2 separate regions of the Sus scrofa genome follow, and region 1 is linked to region 2. Evidence: chromatin contacts called from public Hi-C data. All regions are on one chromosome and are shown on one strand. Each heading gives the region's core, a stretch centred on a gene start, on an enhancer-like site or on the middle of the called end of the contact. The rest is flanking DNA. Distances are from core to core; before and after follow the strand shown. Region 1 holds the start of AGFG2 (arf-GAP domain and FG repeat-containing protein 2). Region 2 holds the start of LOC110259879.

Region 1 (5,389 bases), core at 2,287-4,786, 77 kb before region 2:
TCTTTTCATCCTTTTCATCGTCATCCTCAGTATGAGCCCCTCACTCTCTAACCCATCCTGAGCCTTAGTTTACTTCAAAGCACTTACCACTACCTTATATTATGTATTTATGATTTATTTACAGCCTATGGCCTCCACTAGGATGCAAGCTACATGAAGATGAGACTTTGTCAGTTTTGTTCATTACCATATCTCCAGTGCCTATAACAGTGGCTGGGGCTTGAGAGACAATAAATGTTTGTTGACTGACTGACTGAACGTGTGTGCTATTGGCCTACTACAATTTTTCACTTCCTAGCACCAAAGAATCCTATGGTCAACCATGTGGATTTAAGATGTATGCATCACGGAGGAGCCATGCCTCTCCACTGCCTGCTGGACTGTGTGTGCCCCCTCCCAACTCTGCAGGCAGCAGGAAGCACGCCCCATCCCGTATTCTGCCTCTGACCCACCTGCCAGCTCCCAGAAGTCCATCAAAAGACACAGGTAACACTTTGTGAAGCCCCCGCTCCCCTTCAAGCTTTATATGCCTTGTCCTAGTGTATGCTAATTACAATTCCAATTAGCAAAGGAGAAGTACCAAACCACCAGAACCAGGGCAGCCCTTCCCAGCCAGGGATGTCAAAGCTTTCTTGTAGAGCTGCTTCTGACCTGTCTCTCCTTATCATCTCTATATGCCTTCAGTGCAGCTTCACGTATTGGTCCAGCTTCTTGACCCTTCACTCTTCCGGCTAACAAAGGGGTGGCCTAGCTTCTCATTTCCCAACTATCAAAATGTGTTCCCTCAAGTCTACTGTCGCAAGAATCATTCTGAGCGATTCTCATAATGCTTCGCCAAAAATACTAGGCAAAAATATTCTTTCTAGAATTTTTTGAAACTAAAAAAAGGAGGGGAGGGTTGGTGGACTCCCCCTACCTGGTCCTACTGTAACTTAAGTTCTTAAGGAGCTAAGCCCCTAGTTGCAAGTTCATACACCACAGACAGAGACAAGCCTCTTAAAATACTTCTCTATTAATCAATCCTTAGGCCACACTTACCTCCACCCAGTGTCTGTCCAGATCACAGATGTTTTGACTTGTCAGCAGTGAGATCAACAATAAAGACCACAGGGGAAAGTGGGAAAGTTCTGCAAATTGTGCACTGATATGAAGGAGTTAACTTTTCCAGCAGAAGAAACCAGGTTTTTAATGTGAGCCACATCCCTTGGCCCTCCTTCTGTCCTGATTGAGGGATATTCATTGTAGAAGGGAAATGTTATCTACAGGATACTTTAAACCAAGATCTATGAACTAATGATAATGATGTCAGCACTTGCCATTTATTCAGTATTTTATCTTTCATGCCATCACAGTAACCATGGGAATGAATTAACACTGTTTCCTAACATTTTCTTCTTGGGGCCTAGACTCTGGTATGCCATCAATTTTATCCCCCTGCTTCCTTTTACTTCTCTCCAGACTCTATAATCAGATTTGCCTTTTCATAACAGGATCTTCAGGAATCTGCTTTCTACACTATGCTATAAATATTCCTAAACTTTGCTCCTATTCTCCTCAAAGTAGGTCCCAGCCTCAGGTCTCTATCCTTCTACTTCATTTGAGCCTCTCTGTACTTTTGACACATTCCTGTTTGGTTCTAAACCACTGTCCCAAGAGCCACAGTGCTTTTCACTTAGGCTAAAATCAGGTCTATCCTCACAGCACACGAGCGAGGTTGATCAACATAGAAGATTGACTAAGGAGGTAAAAACTGAATAGAGAAATCCTAAACTGTATGAGGAGACCTGGATTCTCATTTCTGTTCTGCCATGATCAGAGCTAATATCAAACAACAAAGGCTGAAAACAGCAACCCCCATCTGGCACTGAATAAGTTACTAAACCTCTCTTTGGTTCTGTTCTCCCATCTGTCACGCAAGAACAATGCTGCTCCCTCTTCGGCTCCTAAAGGTGTGAGAAGAAACAAGGGATGCACTCCTAGTTAAAAATGAAATCAACCAACCAATGTATTCATACTAAAAAGTCAAAATAAATCCCTTGATAAACTTATAAAAAATAGACAGGCTTGGTATCACATGTTAGTCATGCATCTAACCAGATAATTCCCTAAGGGGTAAGAAGAACCTTACTATGTAACCAGAAATCTGGGCTGGAACCATGGCTCTAAATTAGCTCAGGCATGACCAAACAGAGTGCCAACCTCTAGGGTAGCATTGCAGATTATACAACAAAGCCCCCTCAAATCTAGGAAGAGCTGCCAGATGCTACTACCAGGAGCAAGGCATGGCAACAAGGAGCTTAAAAGTGTAAATTATTACACTTAAGGATGGCTCACCCAGAACCCCAAACCTTTGGAAAAGTTAAGTTCTCTAACAGGGCAATCCACCAGCATCTCTTAGATTTGTAAGAAATTTCCCTCTGGGTAGCATTCCAAAGATTAGAATCTTCTCCTGAACATTGGAACAGGGCTCTGTACCTGCCATTATCTCTTCTTGTCGAGGTGGGTTAACTTACCTATTTTAAATCGTTTTCTCCGTCCCACACTCCAGGATGGGCACAAGCCAGAGGGAAGAAAGGTACCCCTTCATTCTGAGCCTAGCTTGCTCTATTGCTTTCTTGCTTGCCCTCCACCTACACGAAGTTCCCTTTCAAGGTGTTTTTGTCATCTTCCAGCTTTTAAAATCTCTAACCCCCTCACCCCCAGAATCCTTCAATTGTCGCCTCCTTTAGGGAGTTTCTCCAGTTCTCTCATTTCCTTCCTTTCCCCTGCAACGCGACTCCAAGCGTGTCTTGTCTCCTCTGATCCTCTCCCTTTCCCATGACAATTCTGCAGCAGACGACCCTCTCTGCACATCCCGCGCGTCCCAGGCCTCCCCGCCGCCCCCAACCTCAGCTCTGTCCCTCTGCCCGGGGTCCCACTGTCCCCAACGCCAACACTCCGCTGCTTCTTCCCTGTCCTCCCCCCGTGTCGTTCCACTCACAGGAGGCCGGAGCAGGTGGTACAGACGAAGCTGCCCACAGTGATATCCACGTAGGTGACCCCGCGCTGGGCGCACTCGAAGCAGTGGCGGTTCCCGGCCTGGCTGCAGCCTCCCAGCTCCCGCACCCGACGACACCACACCTCGGAGGCCGCCTCTGCCTCCGCCTTTCCCCCGCCGACCCCGCCACCTGGTCCTGGGCCCTTCTTCGCCGCCATCACCATGGCCGCTCAATCCCGCAGACCTCCTCCCGGCAAGTCAGCAATCGCCCCTTCAACCACTGCCGCCTTCCCGCCTCCTCTGCCGCCTCTGCACGCCCGGCTCCCCTGACAGAAGCTAGGGAGCCGGCGGCATCCGCGCGAGACTCCTCAACCCCCTGCTTCGCCTGTCCTGCACGCTGATTGGCTAGTCTCCTCCGCCTCCTCACTCTGATTGGCGCGACATTGGACGGTCTAGAATTGAGGGAGCCGCCAACGCCACGCCCCACTGCCTTCAGACCTCAGGCCCCTCGGATTGGCCTGCAGAGACCCTGGCCGCGAGCACCGTGCGTGCTCTCTCCTTGTCCCCGCCCCCTCTCGCCACTGCCTCCAGGGCGGCCCGCCTCCCACACTCGATTGGTGAGTCCTCGGAACTCGGCCTCCACGCTGACTCTACTGGCTGTCGAGGCCGCAAAGATAGCGCGCGAGAAAGAGTGGGTGTCCCGCGCGTGCGCAGCTCTGGTCCTCCTGCCAGGTGTTATTTCCCGCTAAATTTCAAAGGCCTAGTCTCAGCTAGACTGTGCTGAGAGGAACTCAAAGTCGAAGGGAAGTGGCTGTATGAGGCGCCCAGGGTAGGGGGCTCTCAGAGGAAGGAAGGGAGAAGGGGAAAGAGTGCTTTCTATACGCTTCTGTATTTACTCCTACCCTGTGCCGTAGGAAATCTCATTGTACAGAGAGCTTTAGGTATACAACTTGCTGTAGGTCATGCAACTTTCGTGGCCCAGCCAGGTTTCTGATTTAGGTCATTTGACTTCAGAAACTCTGCTTTTGGAGTTCCCGTGGTGGCTCAGCGGTTCGCGAACCCTACTAGCTTTCACGAGGACGCGGGTTAGATCCCCTGGCCTCGCTTAGTGGGTTAAGGATCCGGCATTGCCGTGATCTGTGGTGTAGGGTGCAGATGCTGTTTGTAACTGCGTTGCTGTGGCTCTGGCGTAGTCTGGCAGCTACAGTTCCAATTGGACCCCTAGCCTGGGAACCTTCCTATGCAACGGGTGCAGCCCTAAAAGACAAAAAAAAAAAAAAAAAAAAAAAGAAAGAAACTCTGCTTTTAACCATCACAGTATCCGTGGAACAGTATTTGACCATTCATTTGACAAACACTTGGTTTCAGGCACAGCTGTAGATGCGGGGAGTATAGCAGTGCACCAACCAGTCAAAATTCCTATCCTCATGGAGCTTACATTCTAGTCGGGGAGGCAGACAATAAATCAGAGAATCAGCAGCAGGTGATTAGTTCTAGGCAGAGAATCAAAATAAGGTATCCTAAAAGTGATGACTTGGGTATTTCAGACCAGTCAGGGAACCATCTCAGAAGCTGTGATATTTAAGGTAAGACCTGAGTAACTAAAGAGGAGTCAGCTGTGAGGAGATTTGAGAAGGAGCAACCCAGGCAGGAGAAACAGCACCTGTGGAGGCCTTAAAGCATGAAGAAGCCTGGTGTGTGGACGCAGAGAAAGGAAAGCAGAGTGACTGGAGTGTGGTGAGTGAGGGGAGAGTGGGGGTGGTGGGGGTGGATTATACTGAAGTGGAAACTGATCATGTAGAACCTTCCAGACTTTGGTAAGGATTTGGATTTTCTTCTAAGTGTGATGGGACGCTGTATTAGTTAGAATTAGGTCCCTTGGAGTCCTCCTGGCTCAGCGGGTTAAGAACCCGACAGGTTAAGCGGGTTAAGAATGTGTGAGGATGCAGGTTTGACCGTGGCCTCACTAAGTGGGTTAAGGATCTGGCATTGCTGTGAGCTGTGGTGTAGGTTGCAGATGAGGCTTGGATCTGGCGTGGCTGTGGCCCTGGCTATGGTCGGCAACTGTAGCTCCGATTCTACCCTTATCCTGGGGAATTTCCATATGCCACGGATGTGGCCTTAAAAAAAAAGAAAAAAAGAAGTCTGTCGATGACAGAATACCTCAAATAATTGGGCCTTAGATGAAGTTTTTTCTCTCTCATGGAAAAGTCCAGGTAAGTGTTCCAGGGCTGGCGGGTTGCTCCACTGTGTGGGGGACCACACTCCGATCGTTTTGCTCCCCACTGCATTACCTCCACTCCCATGCTCCCCTCTATTCCAGCTTCAGCCATCATGTGTGTTACAGCAGCAGGAAAGAGCCTGCTCCTTTTAAGGACATGCATACAACCTCACTGGCTCTCCCTGGACAGA
Region 2 (5,545 bases), core at 547-3,046:
TACAGCTGCTGGCCTACATCACAGCCACAGCAACACTGGATCCGAGCCATGTATGCGACCTACACCACAGCTCACGGCAATGCCGGATCCTTACCCACTGATCAAGGCCAAAGATCAAACCCGCAACCTCATGGTTCTGAGTCGGATTTGTTTCCTCTGTGCCACGACAGGCACTCCAATAATAATTTTTTAAAAGTTCACCTGACCGCCCTGTAGAGGGAGGTCAGAAAGGGCCAAGAGGAGAGAGGCAGGAAGATCCACTGAGGGTTGTGGTCCAGGCTAAGAGGGAAGGATGTTCTGGATGGGGGGAGAGGCACTGGGAAGTACAAGTTAAGAGACTGGAGTGGTATTTAGGAGGTAGAATTGTTGTACCAGGTGGTTGGATGTGGTGAGGGGAGAGGGAGAGACGGAAGTACAAGCAGGCTGGAGCCATTTGCTCGGAGCGGAGCAGGCTTAGGGGAGAAAGTGATGAGTTTAGGGAAATGCGGCAGGATGAGTGAAGATGTTGGAAGGACATGTGCAGGGAGATGTCTAGGAGGCAGTGGGATATACAGGCCTGGAGGCCAGGAGAGAGCTCTGGGTTGGAGACAGAGGTCAAGGTGTCATTCTGTCCTTCATTTTAATACACTCCTCATGAAATCCTAGTGGGGACTCAAAGGTTCGTCAGACATGGTCCTTGCCTTCCAGGAGCTTGTATGCTGGTATTGAAAACAGATGAGTCTAGAGAACAAATAGCATATAAAATGTATAATATGCTGGTATTGAGAACAGATGAGTCTATAAAACAAATAGCATATAAAACAAATGGGGAGTTTCCATTGTGGCTCAGCAGGTTAAGAACCTGACACAGTGTCTGTGAGGATGCAGGTTCCATTCCTGGCCTTCCTCAGTGGGTTAAGGATCTGGCATTGCCACAAGCTGCGGCGTAGTTTTGCACATGTGGCTCAGATCAGGTGTTGCTGTGTCTGTACCGTAGGCCAGCAGCTGCAGCTCTGATTCAGCCCTTAGCCTGGGAACTTCCTTATGCTGTAGGTGCGGCCCTAATAAGAAAAAGACAAAAAAGAAAAACCTGATATGGACAAACACAAGAGCAGAGACAACCCGAGAAGGCCTCCTGGAGGAGGCAGTGCCCAAGCTAAGGCCTGACAGAGGAGGTGGAATTAGACAAGGCTTTGCTGTTTATCTGCAGGTGGTCCCACCAGCAGTTTCTCCCTAGACTGTGCTATTCACTTGCGCTCATCTTCTCTTTTTCACAGTCATCTGTGAGTTCTACCTCAGTTGCCTCCCAAATGAAGACTCGTTCCCCTTTGGAGTCTCGAGAGGCTGAGATGCTTCGGGAAGTGTACCTGGTGCTGTGGGCCATTCGGAAACAACTGCGGCAGCTGGCCCGCAGGCAGGAGAGGCGGCGTCGGCGCCACATCCGGGCCCACACCTGCCCCCAAACTGACCCAGTTCAGAGCCTGAAACAGGATGCCCGGAGTCCCCTCTAAGGTGGGAACCCCACATCCTCAGCCCTCACCTCACTCTTAGGTAAGGTTGATAGGAGAGGTTGGGGCAGCAGGCCACGGGTTGTGAGTGAGGAGAAGTTTTCATACTGTCACCTCTTATCAGGACCCCAAGGCCTGGCCTGGGGTCACACATATTCCCCTTCATTCCTTTTATTCAATTTGTAAAAAATTATCAAACTGTTGGGAAATAAATATCAGATATTTCTGAGTAGATGTAGAAGCGTGTTTGTGGTTGACCAGAGGCAAAGAGGGGAACTTGAGTGGGACAGGGAGAGTCACCTGAGAACAGGGAGGGTGGGGGGGCGCGGGGTTGGGCCCACAAGCCTTTTAGGAGCTGATTGCCTTTGGCAACTCTGCCCGGCCAGTAGCAATAGCTTCGGCGCCCATCCATCGAGGACACGCTGGGTACCAGATGCGGAGCCCACGCTCTCCCTGGAAATCCCACAAGTGAGACTGCTGCAGATGTTATGGGACTTGTCCAAGACCCCACAGCGAATGACACCTCGCAGGAAACTCCGCCTCCGCAGCCCACGGCCCTGCCTCTCTGGCGCTCCCCGGCTCGGCCAGGGCGAGGGTCAGTGCCCTGCGCCTGGGGTCGGCGGACAAACAGCGGGCCGTCTAGCCACGCCCCCACTGAGAGCTGCGGAAAACTACACTTCCCAGGGTTCCCCGCGGCGACGTGGCGCTGCCGGGGGCAGAGGGCCCGGGCTGGGGGCGGGGCCGCCGGGGTCGCAGTCGGAAGACTCGGGAGGGTGTCCGCCTGACGCCGCGGGAGCGAAGGCCGGGCGGGAGGCCTTGGCCTTCCGGAGGGAGGTAGAGGGGAAGGGGACAACACAAGGGAAGACCGAGGAGCCGCAAGTTCCCTCTACGGCTTAGCTCACCCGCTTACCCAGGCCACGCGGAGGCGCAGAGGTGGTTCGCCAAGGAAAAGCGTGGATATTTCGCCAGACGGCAAAATTCTGGGATGTCAGAGTTACAGGGCTTGGAGGTGGGGGAGAGCAAAGGTTGGCAGCAGGTCCCGAGCCTAGAGGGCAGCAGAGGCCCCGGGACCGAGGGAGGGACTGCTGTGTCGCTGGGTCTTGGTCCGGGAGAGGTCGGCCCTGAGGAGCAGGTGGTGGGCGTGAGCAAGGCTGGGGGCCAGAGAGGAACAGCAGGGACGGTTTGCAGATTCCCAGCACCCAGTTCACTAGAAGAGTCAGCAAATTCTCCTGCCGCCATCTCCCTCATCCGCAACTCTGGCAGGGTTGGGCTCCATTGCTGGGAATCTGGGTGGCCTCTCCCAAAAGACCGGAGTAGCAGTGGGCTACCCAGCCCTATGCCCTGCAGCTCTGCTACCCTGATCCTGTTAGCTGTGCACGGTGCCCCAACATTTACAGTCCTGGTAATATCGCTCACACTTATCAAACACCCACCGTGACTATTCTTATATCTTGTTCTAAGTAACTCTCACAATAGCTTTATGATGAAGTCTTATCACTTCCATTTTTTCGCGAGGAAAATTGAGGGACAGAACGGGGTATGTTTAAGGTCATGTAGCTTTTCATTCGTCCTATGAATGAGTCTGGCTCCCACAGGACATATTACAGGTACACACACGTAACATAGCAGGTGTTCCATACATGAACACGGTGACTTCGCCAGGAATGAGTGCTGAGTTTAGCCTGAAGCCAGGCAGGGCCTCAAAATATTGTAATACCGGGGGGCTCAAATCTGGGGCTTTCACTTACTGGTTATTCACCACCTGTCCATAAGTGCCAGGAACTTTTCTGGGGCTGAAAAGGTGGTACAGGGTCTGTGTCCCAGGAAGTTTGAGATTTAATGGGTCTTAGGGCTTTGGAGTAGTGCCTCTCTGTCTAAGATCCAGCATCAGCCCCTCCAAGTCCTTAGAGATGTGTTCCTCTTCCTACTGGGGACTTAGGGTTCCAGTGAGAGGAGGGTAGGGTAGGGTAAAGCCCCCTGAGGGTCACTGCAAGTAGCTATAGGCCCAGGAGCCGATGGTCTTGAGGCTGTGGGCTTGGGGGAAGGAATACTGCTTCCATTCTTCTTTGGTTTCTTCAGCGTCTTGGGAATGTGAGGAGAGAGGAAAGAAAGGTGAGTTCAGCCAGCAGCCAAGCTGGCACCTCCCATCTGTCTCTCTCTCCCCAGGCATGATAGAGTCTTGTCTGGGCTTGGCCAAGCGGGGGCTGGAGACCTGTGGGAGAGAAGAGGATGGGAAGGAGGGGGAAAGTCCATAGAACTTGCTTTTCCTAGATGTCTCAGTGCACCCGGGTGGCCTCCTTCTTCCCCATCCTAAATAATTCAGTCCACACCCCTGGAGAAAACTTGTGTTGGGACATGAGGAAGAATTTCCCAACTGGAAGGAAAGCATATAGGATCTCCTGGGGTGGAGATGTGGGGGGGGGGGCGGAATTCTTACCCACCCAGCCCTCTCTTCCTAGAGAGCAGTGGAGGATGGCGTGACCCCTGGAGAAATCTGCCTCCCAATGACAGACTAGAGCACAAATCCTACCTTGGACACCTCCCCCGACCCCATCAGACCCCAGGCATTCCCTCCCCTCTCCCAAGGCTGCTCCACTCCCTGTGGCAGAATTGGTAGGGCTATGGGTGGGCTCGGCTGGGATAGAGGTCTGCTTTTTTTTTTTGCTTTTTAGGGCTGCACTCACGGCACTTGAAAGTTCCTAGGCTAGGGGTCAAATCAGAGCTCCAGCTGCCAGTCCCAGCCCCAGCCTCAGCAATAAGGGATTGAAGCCTCGTTTGTGACCTACACCATAGCTCATGGCAATGCCGGATCCCTGACCTACTGAGCAAAGCCAGGGATTGAACCCCATGTCCTCATGGATGCTGGTCGGATTTGTTTTCCGCCTCGCCATGATGGGAACTCCAGAGGTCTTTCTTTATTTTCAAAATCCACTTACCCTATTAGAGAAGGGGTCCCTGGGGATGTGGGGAGCCAACAAGAGTGCTGGTCCCAGATGCTCTTGCTCAGTTCTCAGTTCCGCCCCATCTCCCTTCCTTCCCTTCATCATCGTGATTTACCGACAGTGTCAAATCTCATCTTTTTCCCTGGGATTCCCTACAATCTATTCATCACACATCGGAACATGTCCCTGCCCTGCTTAAACCCTGCAAGGGCTTCCTATCACCCTTGGGAAAAAACTCAAACTGTCCCCTTTGTCTAAAATGCCCTTCTCGGAGTTCCTGTCATGGTGCAGCGGAAACGAATCCCACTAGGAACCATGAGGTTGCAGGTTTGATCCCTGGCCTTGCTCAGTGGGTTAAGCATCTGGTGTTGCTGTGAGCGGTGGTGTAGGTCACAGATGCGGCTCGGATCCTGTGTGGCTGTGGCTGTGGCGTAGGCCGGTGGCTACGGTTCCGATTTGACCCCTAGCCTGGGAACCTCCATATGCTTAGGGTTCAGCCCTAAAAAGAAAAAAATAAAAAAAAAATAAAATGTCCTTCTCTCAGCTCTTGGCATGGTGGGCTCCTTGCCTGTCTGGGTTCTGTACGCATGTCGCTCCATCTTTGTGGATTCTTTGCCCAAGCACTTGCCCTAGAGATTGAGAGAGAGCCACTGTCGAGGCCATCCTCTCTCATCATGCTTTATTTTCTCATAGTACTTAGCAGTGTCTGAAATTACCGTATCGATTTGTTAACCCGTATTCTTGGGCGGCAGCAGTGCAGTGCAGTAGTTGAAAGCATGGGAAGTGGTTTGAACAAACACTTCCTGGATGCGTAACCTTGGGTTAATTGGTTAACCTCTCTGAGCCTTGGTTTCCTCATTTGTCAAGTGGGCGAAGCAGCAGTCCCGGCGTCCTGTCCTGACGGTCAGGGAGATGATGGCTGTCACACCCTCCGGGCTCACGAAAAGTTGGCTGCTGTTATTATGATGCTGGTTCTGATCTACGGTTTACGGCGAACTCGTTCTGTGGCCTAAAACAGTGCTGAAGGAACCGGAAAGTAAACCTTCACCTAGGGTGTGGGACGCACTCTCCACGCAGCTGTGCGGTGCAGGGAACACCATTTTGGAAGTGACAAGA

What was found. A called contact is a pair of places that touch in the nucleus more often than the background predicts.
Region 1: a contact with region 2 is called in a Hi-C map of embryonic fibroblasts, with 2.0 times the contacts expected there. The contact joins the promoter of AGFG2 here to the promoter of LOC110259879 in region 2. A contact is called at or near these places in 1 of 5 promoter capture datasets (liver), 8 of 47 Hi-C or Micro-C datasets (blood, brain, embryonic fibroblasts and 5 more) and 2 of 2 datasets of contacts at active chromatin or transcription factors (alveolar macrophages and skeletal muscle).

What each region holds. Positions count from the first base shown.
Region 1 is chr3:8,466,196-8,471,584 of Sscrofa11.1, reverse strand. It overlaps AGFG2 (arf-GAP domain and FG repeat-containing protein 2), which reads right to left and starts at 3,536. Exons shown (of 13, transcript XM_005661910.3): 1 at 2,981-3,536. The coding sequence starts at 3,201.
Region 2 is chr3:8,387,119-8,392,663 of Sscrofa11.1, reverse strand. It overlaps LOC110259879, which reads left to right and starts at 1,796. Exons shown (of 2, transcript XM_021086226.1): 1 at 1,796-2,321; 2 at 3,567-4,226. The coding sequence starts at 1,971. The coding sequence ends at 3,659. It overlaps LOC100514038 (TSC22 domain family protein 4), which reads left to right. Exons shown (of 6, transcript XM_013995454.2): 6 at 1,257-1,719. The coding sequence ends at 1,490.